Regions from separate parts of the Pan troglodytes genome. Here all the other regions are linked to region 1. A link is a contact called in public capture Hi-C data. All regions are on one chromosome and are shown on one strand. The core of a region is the stretch at or near the end of the contact, and the rest is flanking DNA. Distances in the headings are between cores, read along the strand shown. Region 1 has its middle 20 kb from the start of JAM3. Region 2 overlaps JAM3 (junctional adhesion molecule 3). Region 3 overlaps IGSF9B (immunoglobulin superfamily member 9B).

Region 1 (2,700 bases), core at 107-2,606:
ATCTGTAGCGCCTCTCCCCTTCCCTGCTTCCATGCATCTACACGTGGATTCATTTCTTTATCTATCTGTTCATCAGATAGCCACTCAGTTCCTACAGTTTGCCCATGTGCAACGCACGCACTGGAGGCCTCACAGACGCACTGTCTCCTCAAGGCACTTGTCATCTAGTGGGTGAGAAAGCAAGTGACAAGGCGTTGGAATAAGTAGGACAGGCACTGTGGTAGGAAGAGTGCATGTTCTAGAAGCACCGAGAGGGCACGTCACCCCCACCTTGGGGTAGTGGGGGGAATTCATGGAGACTTACTGGGAGATATTACATATGTATGTATATGTACATAATAAATATAAAAATGTATTATAAGTAAATATATAAAATATATTATAAACATAAAAATATAAAATAATAAATATATATTATATAAAATATACATATATATTTTTTGAGACAGAGTTGGGCTGGAGTGCAGTGGCGCAATCTCGGCTCACTGCAACCTCTGCCTCCTGGGTTCACGCAGTTCTCATGCTTCAGCCTCCTCAGTAGCTGGGACTACAGGCACACACCACCACGCCCAGCTAATTTTTGTATTTTTAGTTGAGATGGGGTTTTGCCGTGTTGACCAGGTTGATCTCGAACTCCTGGCCTCGAGTGATCTGCCCGTCTCAGCCTCCCAAAGTGCAGGGATGACAGGCATGAGCCACTGTGCCCAGCCTGGGAAAAATTATATTTAAGTTGAGCTATAAAAAATAAGGAAATTCCTTTTCAATCAATAAGAGGTCTGCTCATCACTCAGTATGGCTAAAGCATAGTGTCAGGCACACTGCATGATGATGAATCGAATGTAGTGTCCACACATAGAGTTTAACACCTAGTGAGGGACATACAGTAAAGGTACGCATGACTAGAATATTCTATGCTCCCAACAGAAAGAAAAATGTTGAGGGATGCCCATCCCAAGTGCCCTGACTTAATCATCACACATTATATACATGGATCAGAATATCACATGGTCCCCAAAATATCTACGATGTATGAAAAAACCAGAATATACCTCGAAGCACCAGATAATGCTCCTAAAAGAAGGATCTGTGGAGTCCCAGGGAGGGTTTCGGAGAGGGTGAGGGAAGTTCCCAGCTGGAAAGACTTGCAAAAGCCCCATGGAAGAAATCTGAGTTCACCTTCAGGATGGCTAGGATTTAAAGGCACAGAGGGAGAAAGAAAGGCATTCTGAGCAAAAGCCATGCTACCAGCAAAGCGGAAGAACCAGTGACGTCTGGGGGAAGAAGAATACACCAGTCTGACCGAGGCACACGACAGGCAGTCGGGGCAGACACGGCGTGAACACAGGCAAAGCCTGAGGACGCTCTGAAATTTAAAGCCAGGCCCTGCAGTTTCTCAAGGTCACAGAGTGAGGAGAAGAGCAGGACTTCCGACGTGAACTGCAGTGCTCCTTCACAGATGACAGATGGCACTTTTCCCCTTGTGATGCTTTGGCCCCTCCCTGCTGGAGGAACCCTGTGGCTGACTCCTCCCCTCCCCAGGGGGTCTCTGGATGCAAAGCAAGGAGACCCCAGGCTAACAATCCAGGCTGTTCTACTCTGGCTTTTGCATTTTTTTTTTTTGGATAAGTACGTGGCCAGGCAAGGTGGCTCACACTTGTAATCCCAGTACTTCCAGATGGGGAAGCAGGAAGATCGCTTGAGCCCAGAAGTTTGAGACCAGCCTAAGCAACATAGTGAGACCTCATCCCTACAAAAAGTTTTAAAAATTAGCTGGAAGTGGTGGCACACACCTGTGGTCCCAGTTACTTGGGAGGCTGAGGAAGACGGATCGCATGTGCCCAGGAGTTCAGGCTGCAGTGGGCTGTGGTCGTGACACTGCACTCAGCCTGGGTGACAGAGCGAGATCCTGTCTCTAAAACACAATCAATCTATATTTTTAAAACTCTTTTGAAGAGGGCAGCAAAATCCACCCCACCAACTGAACTAGGGTCGCACCCTGGCTCCTAAGCAGCCCAGTGTGAAATATTTGGAACTCTTACGGCTGTTCTTTCTTCTTCCTCATCTCCACACAAATACACTAACCTACGGCTTTCAGTCTTAGCCCTTTATTGCTTTATGTACATGCCCGGCTCAGGGCTTACATCCATCTGGGTATCTCTGCTTAAGACTGCAAGTTCTTAAAATACCGGGATGCTGCCTGTAATCCCAGCACTTTGGGAGGCTGAGGCGAGAGGATCCCTTGAGGCCAGGAGTTCGAGACCAGCCTGGGCAACACAGAAGACACTATCTCTACAAAAAATTAAAAAATTAGCTAGGCATAGTGGCACATGCCTGTGGTCCCAGCTACTCCGGAGATTGAAGCAGGAGGATCACTTGAGTGAGGGAGGTGGAGGCTCCAGTGAGTCGTGATCGTGCCACTGCACTCCAGCCTGGACGACAGAGCGAGACCCTGCCCCCCTGCCAAAAAAAAAAAAAAAATACTGGGATACTATACACAAAATTGCCTTGAAAACTTGAGCACAGAACACCAAACAGCTAAGCGTACCGGTTTGGGGAGGGCGGGGGAGGAATAAGGAGCTGCAACAGTAAGAGGCCGCCACACGGTGGCGCAGTGAGGCTGGGAAACGGTGCACCCCGCGCAGGAGGGGGCGCTCCCTGTCGCGGCCACCCGGGGTGGGCAGGAGGCGGCGCGGGCTGGCT
Region 2 (2,700 bases), core at 63-2,562, 93 kb after region 1:
TTATGGCCAATAGTCCGTTAGAGCCAGTGGTGGCGTCCCGTCGAAGTCGTGGTGCTCATAACTGAGAGAAATGTTTATGGCCACTAGTCCCTTAGAGCCAGTGGTGGCGTCTCGTCGAAGTCATGGTGCTCATACTGAGAGAAATGTTTATGGCCAATAGTCCCTTAGAGCCAGTGGTGGCGTCTCCTCGAAGTCGTGGTGCTCATACTGAGAGAAATGTTTATGGCCGATAGTCCCTTAGAGCCAGTGGTGGCGTCCTGTTGAAGTCGTGGTGCTCATACTGAGAGAAATGTTTGTGGCCACTTTCCTTAGAAGGAGCCCGTGTGGCCTTGGTAGAGACTCGGAGCCTCACATATCATTCTTTACTAGTGCATCACTGGGCGCTTTCATTTTGAAGGAGAAGTAGAAGGGGCTGCACATGCATGGGATGTATTTCTGGCTCCCAGAGGGAGTAGCCATGGTTATCCAAACAAAATAACGTTATCTTCACTTGTCCTTTGTTGTATAACTTTTTGTAGAAGTGTTTTAGGAACCAATAGCAATTCAGGTATATTACACTTCTGTTTTCCATCCCTTTTTGTTGAATTATTGTTTAGGGCTTTTGCTAGAATTAGTGAAATCTGACTATTTAGAAAGAAAAGATCCATGTAGCTGGGCCATTAAAGAAGAGAAAGGAAAAGAATGGGCTGTGTGAGGCTGCCCAGTATGCAAGGAGTTAAAGCAGCTTGGAGCAGAGTTGCTCTGTGATTTTCTTTAGCGGTGATCATAAGCCAGGACCCAGAGACCTTCATCAAGGTGTTCTGTATGAAGGCCTTCTTTGGGGATGGCATGTTTTATTGGAGGCATGGCAGCTAAAGAATACTATGTTGTAGGTAGTCCATGTACCTACTTGATCTTCTCTCCAAGATTAGTTGAGAACTTTTGAGACCATGGTAAACAGGTGTCTGATGTTTGCCCAAACCCATAAGGAATCAGATGCTAGTTTTGAAAGGGATTGCCATGCAAGTAGTTATCTTGCTTTCATCAATGATATAAACTCAGCTTCGTGAAAATTACCGTGTTATATTATTATTTTTCTCATTTCAACAAAGACCGGTGAAAACTTCGTGGACTGGAACCACCGGGTTGCTCATACAGCGAGGTGGACTCCTAGCTGGTTGATAACCATACCCAGAGAGTGTTGATGCCGTCCCGAAGGGAAGAGTTCCAGCCCAAGAGTCTGGCCCATATCACGTGCCACTGAGGGTGCCTGTGCAGGATTGGAAGCCTGGGGAAGAGGGGATGATGGAGGGAGGAAGGGCAGAAGGCCCGGGCAGGTCTGGGAGGAGAGGTGTCGAAGGGTCAATAGGAAATGCTTAGACAAAGGCTTTAAAGCTCTGAGGGCTTTGTTCTGGGACTAGAAAGGAGAAGGAGTTCTTAGAACTCTTCTCTTTCCCTTGGCTCCTTCCAGTGAAGGTCAGATTTGAGAGAGAAAGCAGTTAACTTGGCTTACCTAAGAGACTTTATTGTGGAATATTTTTCCATCCTCTGTGGTTAGTAACCATAGCCTACGCAGACGGGAAAACCTGACCTCAGTGCAAGGTTTCTCTGCCGTTTGAGATACATTTTCTCTGATTTTACTTTTCTTTCTCCTTCAGGCTGCCTGATAGGGGCTGTAAATCTCAAATCCAGCAATCGAACCCCAGTGGTACAGGAATTTGAAAGTAAGTACAAACGAAATGCCTAGGATAATGGGCACCATCTACTGGACATTTGGTGTCTTGCAGCCAACTCAGGACACATCTGTCTCTGTAGTGTGCCAGGGAGATGTCCCGGGTGGACTGCTCTGCGGTGCACAGGCCTAGAAGCATGGCATCAGCAGGCCGGCAGTGAGCCCTGTGCGGTTTTCCATCAGCTGTCATCGCACTCCTGCCTGGCTTTGTGATCACACAACAAAGAAATTTCTTTTTTCTTTTTGAGATGGAGTCTCGCTCCTGTTGCCCAGGCTGGAGTGTAGTGACGCAATCTTGGCTCACTGCAGCCTCTGCCTCCTGGGTTCAAGCGATTCTCCTGCCTCAGCCTCCTGAGTAGCTGGGATTACAGGCACCCGCCACCACGCCTAGCTGATTTTTGTATGGGGTTTTGCCATGTTTGGCCTGACTGGTCTCAAACTCCTGACCTCAGGTGATCCACCCTCCTTGGCCTCCCAAAGTGCTAAGATTACAGGTGTGAGCCACCGCGCCTGGCCAAGAAATTTCTTATATACAAGCAGGGTGTTTAAGGGAGGGGGTACACTATGTAGTAAAATCCTTGCTAATTATCTTTATTGATTTTCTGGCAAAAAATCCTTTCTCAAAGTCTCTTGGAGTGTGGAGTTGGCTACGTTTTTAATCTGCATGAAAGGCCTCTTGAATTAGAGCTTGCAGGGTCTGGGTGCAGCTGAACCTAGAAGCACTCCACATTCACCGAGAGCTCTTTTTCTTCTTTGCGTGTTAGGTGTGGAACTGTCTTGCATCATTACGGATTCGCAGACAAGTGACCCCAGGATCGAGTGGAAGAAAATTCAAGATGAACAAACCACATATGTGTTTTTTGACAACAAAATTCAGGGTATGATCCTGTAGTCCTCTTGCTTGCTGACCTTTCCTCTGTCCATAGACCTGGGTGTACACTCTTGGCCAGAAACTTACCTCAGACTGGTAACCTGCATCTGTAGCTAGG
Region 3 (2,700 bases), core at 35-2,534, 130 kb before region 1:
AGCCACATGCCTACCGCCCAGTGAGGCTGGGGCCAGAGGCAAGAACCGGCAGGCGCTGCCAAGGAGGGAGGATGCCCAATCTCCCCTGAAAGCAAACATGTGGCCTGACAAGGAAAGAGAAAATTCTAAGTGTCTTTCTTCCACCTGAAAAAGCAACAGGAATTCGGCCAACGGCACTCTGATGCAGGACCAGCAAACCCCACAGAGACCACAACAAATCCTCACGGGGAGATCAGACGGCACGGCTCTGTGGAGCACTCAGCAAGGTACCGGCACACAGGAGACCGACTGCTAGCTGCCTGGGCCACCGCCCCCACCACCTCTACAACCCCCGCTCCCAACATCCCACCCCGGGCCCTCACCTAAAGTGTTCACAGTGACCACCTCACTGAAGGCGCTGGTTCCCAGCTTGTTCTGGGCCAGGACGCTGAACTGGTACGCTGTCTCAGGCTCCAGGGTGTCCACCAGCAGCCAGCTGGGTCCTGGCGGCACTGGCAAGGACAGCCAGTCATGGGGCCCAAACTGTGCCCGCTTCATCCTGGCCAAAAGAGAGAGACAGGATAGGGGACGAGGGGCGGGGTGGGTCACACTGGAGAGAAGAGGGTGCATGCAGGGTGCTCAGGGAGAAGGCACTGGTGGGCCTGGCGTTCCCAGGTTCAAGGGCAAGAAGAGGGCATAGCCCAGAGTGGATGCCCTACCCAGCTTTGGCTGTGCCAATCCTCCTGATGCCGGGTCACCAACCACAGCTGGCACCTTTTCTACCAAAGGGGCCTTTAGGTGCAAGTCGTGCTCAGGACACTGGTCAGATGGATTACCAGCTGCATTGTGGGAGAATCCCACCCTGGTCACAACCCTAAGAACAAGCTCTGCCTTGGGAGAGTAAGGCTCTGGGGTGTGGGGATAAGCGGCTCAACAGTGGCAGGACGAGGGAAGGAGCCCAGGACCTGGCTGCACACACCCCCAGGGACAGCTGAAGTAGGGCCTCGGGTAACCCACAGGGCTCATTCATCCAATCAGACTGGAGTCACCTGAGATGTCCAGGGTATAAGACCATAATGACCAGGGGTTTCCCCACAGGGGGGCCAGGATCCCTAAGGCCGTAAGGGTTGGAAGAAGGTCACGCTATGCATGGAGAGTAGGAAGACGGGGCCGAGGGTGTTCCCTTGTTCCACAGGCTCCCAACTCCCAGCAAAGCCGGCGGGCTATGAGTGCAGTGCTGCCACGTCACCACAGGGAGGAGACATGGTCCTGTGGGACTGGCCCTCTCCTTGCAGCCCTGAGCTGTAACCTGGTGGGTGCCCTCCAGGATCCACTCCCGGGTCCCGGCTCACTACCGTGCACGCCCAGGAGGGTGAGCTGAGGCAGCGGAAAGCAGAACAAAAAGAAGCCGGCGCCAAACGTCGGAGTCAGTGCACAGAGTTAGAGGCAGGCAGAAAGAAAGGAGACCTCCCCAACCTCGGCCCCGCCCTTCCCTGGCCCAGGCAACAAAGCAGCGAGGAGCCACGTGTGGAAAAGCAGTGCAGATGAGCAGCAGCGTGGAGCAGCACCGCAAGCAGCAGGGGAGCCCCAATCTACGCCTGAGCCCCCCATCGTATGCCCAGACCTCCCACCCAGGCATCTCCAAAGACAGCTTGACCACACCAAATGTCCCACCCTGGACACCTAGGCGCTGAGCAGCACCAGTCTCGCAGCAGCCACCGGGCAGGCTGGTTAGGGCCCCCACGCTGCTGCGGGAGGAACAGAGTAAGGGGACGGGAGGTGAGCTGCTGCAACCCCATCATCTAGGTGCAGTTCTCCAATCAGAATCAAGACACCCAGGACACTCCGCCCGGGAAGCAGCCACCGAACCAACATGATGGGAGACAAGAGCGGGTGCCCCTCTCAACTTCCCTCACTGCTGAGACGTGGATAAAGGGGTCTCCCTGAACCCCCTGAGCTGCCCCAGGCGCCTGCCTTTTCCCCCTCCCCAGGCTCGAGTTGAGCCTGGCTAGAGAGACACCTGCAGGTGAGACAGGTCTAAAAGAAGGCACTGAGGGGCTCGCCCTCCCAGCTCAAGGTTGTCACCCCGGGGGCAGGGCAGGTGGCTGCCACTCTTACTCAAACAGGAGTGTAGGGAGGGGCAGCCTTTGGGGGTGGGAGGAGTCAGCTAGGCTTCCTTCTTCTCCCTTCCTGTGCCTCCTGCCCTCACCCGGCTTGGCACATTTTTGAGATCCGTATCTACCCTAAGGTTTGCGCAAAGATCTCAAATGACCGCATCTGGCTAAACTGACAACAGAGGAATGAAAACAATCGAGAAACACATGGTCCTAGAGAGAAAATGCAGGGGCTGACCCCAAGGCTGGGAAGTGAGCATCACCTCTCCACACCAGTTTCTGTGGCCACTGGGGAAGAGACAGAATAAAAACTAGACTACAGGAGGTGGGGAGGGTGAACACGTACAAATCATAGTGAGAAAGAACCAGTAAGACCTGGTGTTTGCCAGCACAACAGGATTACAAGCAACAATAATGTATCATACATTCTTAAATCACTATGAGTATAATTGGATTGTTGGAACACAAAGGACAAATGTTTGAGGGGTGGATACCCCTTTACCCTGATGCGATTATTACACACTCCATGCCTATATCAAAATATCTCATGTACCCCATACCTACAAATGTATGTACCATGTACCCACAAAAATTACAAATACAAAAA

What was found. Capture Hi-C pulls out chosen DNA fragments and counts their contacts.
Region 2: a contact with region 1 is called in a capture Hi-C map of stem cell-derived neural stem cells, with 5 times the contacts expected there. The contact joins two enhancer-like sites. A contact is called at or near these places in 5 of 7 Hi-C or Micro-C datasets (blood, induced pluripotent stem cells, a lymphoblastoid cell line and 1 more) and 1 of 1 other capture datasets (stem cell-derived neural stem cells).
Region 3: a contact with region 1 is called in a capture Hi-C map of stem cell-derived neural stem cells, with 3 times the contacts expected there. The contact joins two enhancer-like sites. A contact is called at or near these places in 3 of 7 Hi-C or Micro-C datasets (induced pluripotent stem cells and stem cell-derived neural progenitor cells), 1 of 1 datasets of contacts at active chromatin or transcription factors (stem cell-derived excitatory neurons) and 1 of 1 other capture datasets (stem cell-derived neural stem cells).

Annotation. Positions count from the first base shown.
Region 1 is chr9:136,008,430-136,011,129 of NHGRI_mPanTro3-v2.0_pri, forward strand. No RefSeq gene overlaps it. Among named protein-coding and RNA genes, the nearest start is that of JAM3, 20 kb to the right of the region's middle. Within about 2 kb of position 1,357, at least 2 of the 24 cell types and tissues checked have an H3K27ac peak or open chromatin away from gene starts, as enhancers often do. A contact at or near this core is called in stem cell-derived neural stem cells, where this site is marked.
Region 2 is chr9:136,101,314-136,104,013 of NHGRI_mPanTro3-v2.0_pri, forward strand. It overlaps JAM3 (junctional adhesion molecule 3), which reads left to right. Exons shown (of 9, transcript XM_529458.9): 2 at 1,638-1,703; 3 at 2,476-2,589. Among named protein-coding and RNA genes, the nearest start is that of JAM3, 73 kb to the left of the region's middle. Within about 2 kb of position 1,313, at least 8 of the 24 cell types and tissues checked have an H3K27ac peak or open chromatin away from gene starts, as enhancers often do. A contact at or near this core is called in stem cell-derived neural stem cells, where this site is marked.
Region 3 is chr9:135,881,512-135,884,211 of NHGRI_mPanTro3-v2.0_pri, forward strand. IGSF9B (immunoglobulin superfamily member 9B) reads right to left here. Exons shown (of 20, transcript XM_016922322.4): 13 at 363-538. Among named protein-coding and RNA genes, the nearest start is that of IGSF9B, 33 kb to the right of the region's middle. Within about 2 kb of position 1,285, at least 3 of the 24 cell types and tissues checked have an H3K27ac peak or open chromatin away from gene starts, as enhancers often do. A contact at or near this core is called in stem cell-derived neural stem cells, where this site is marked.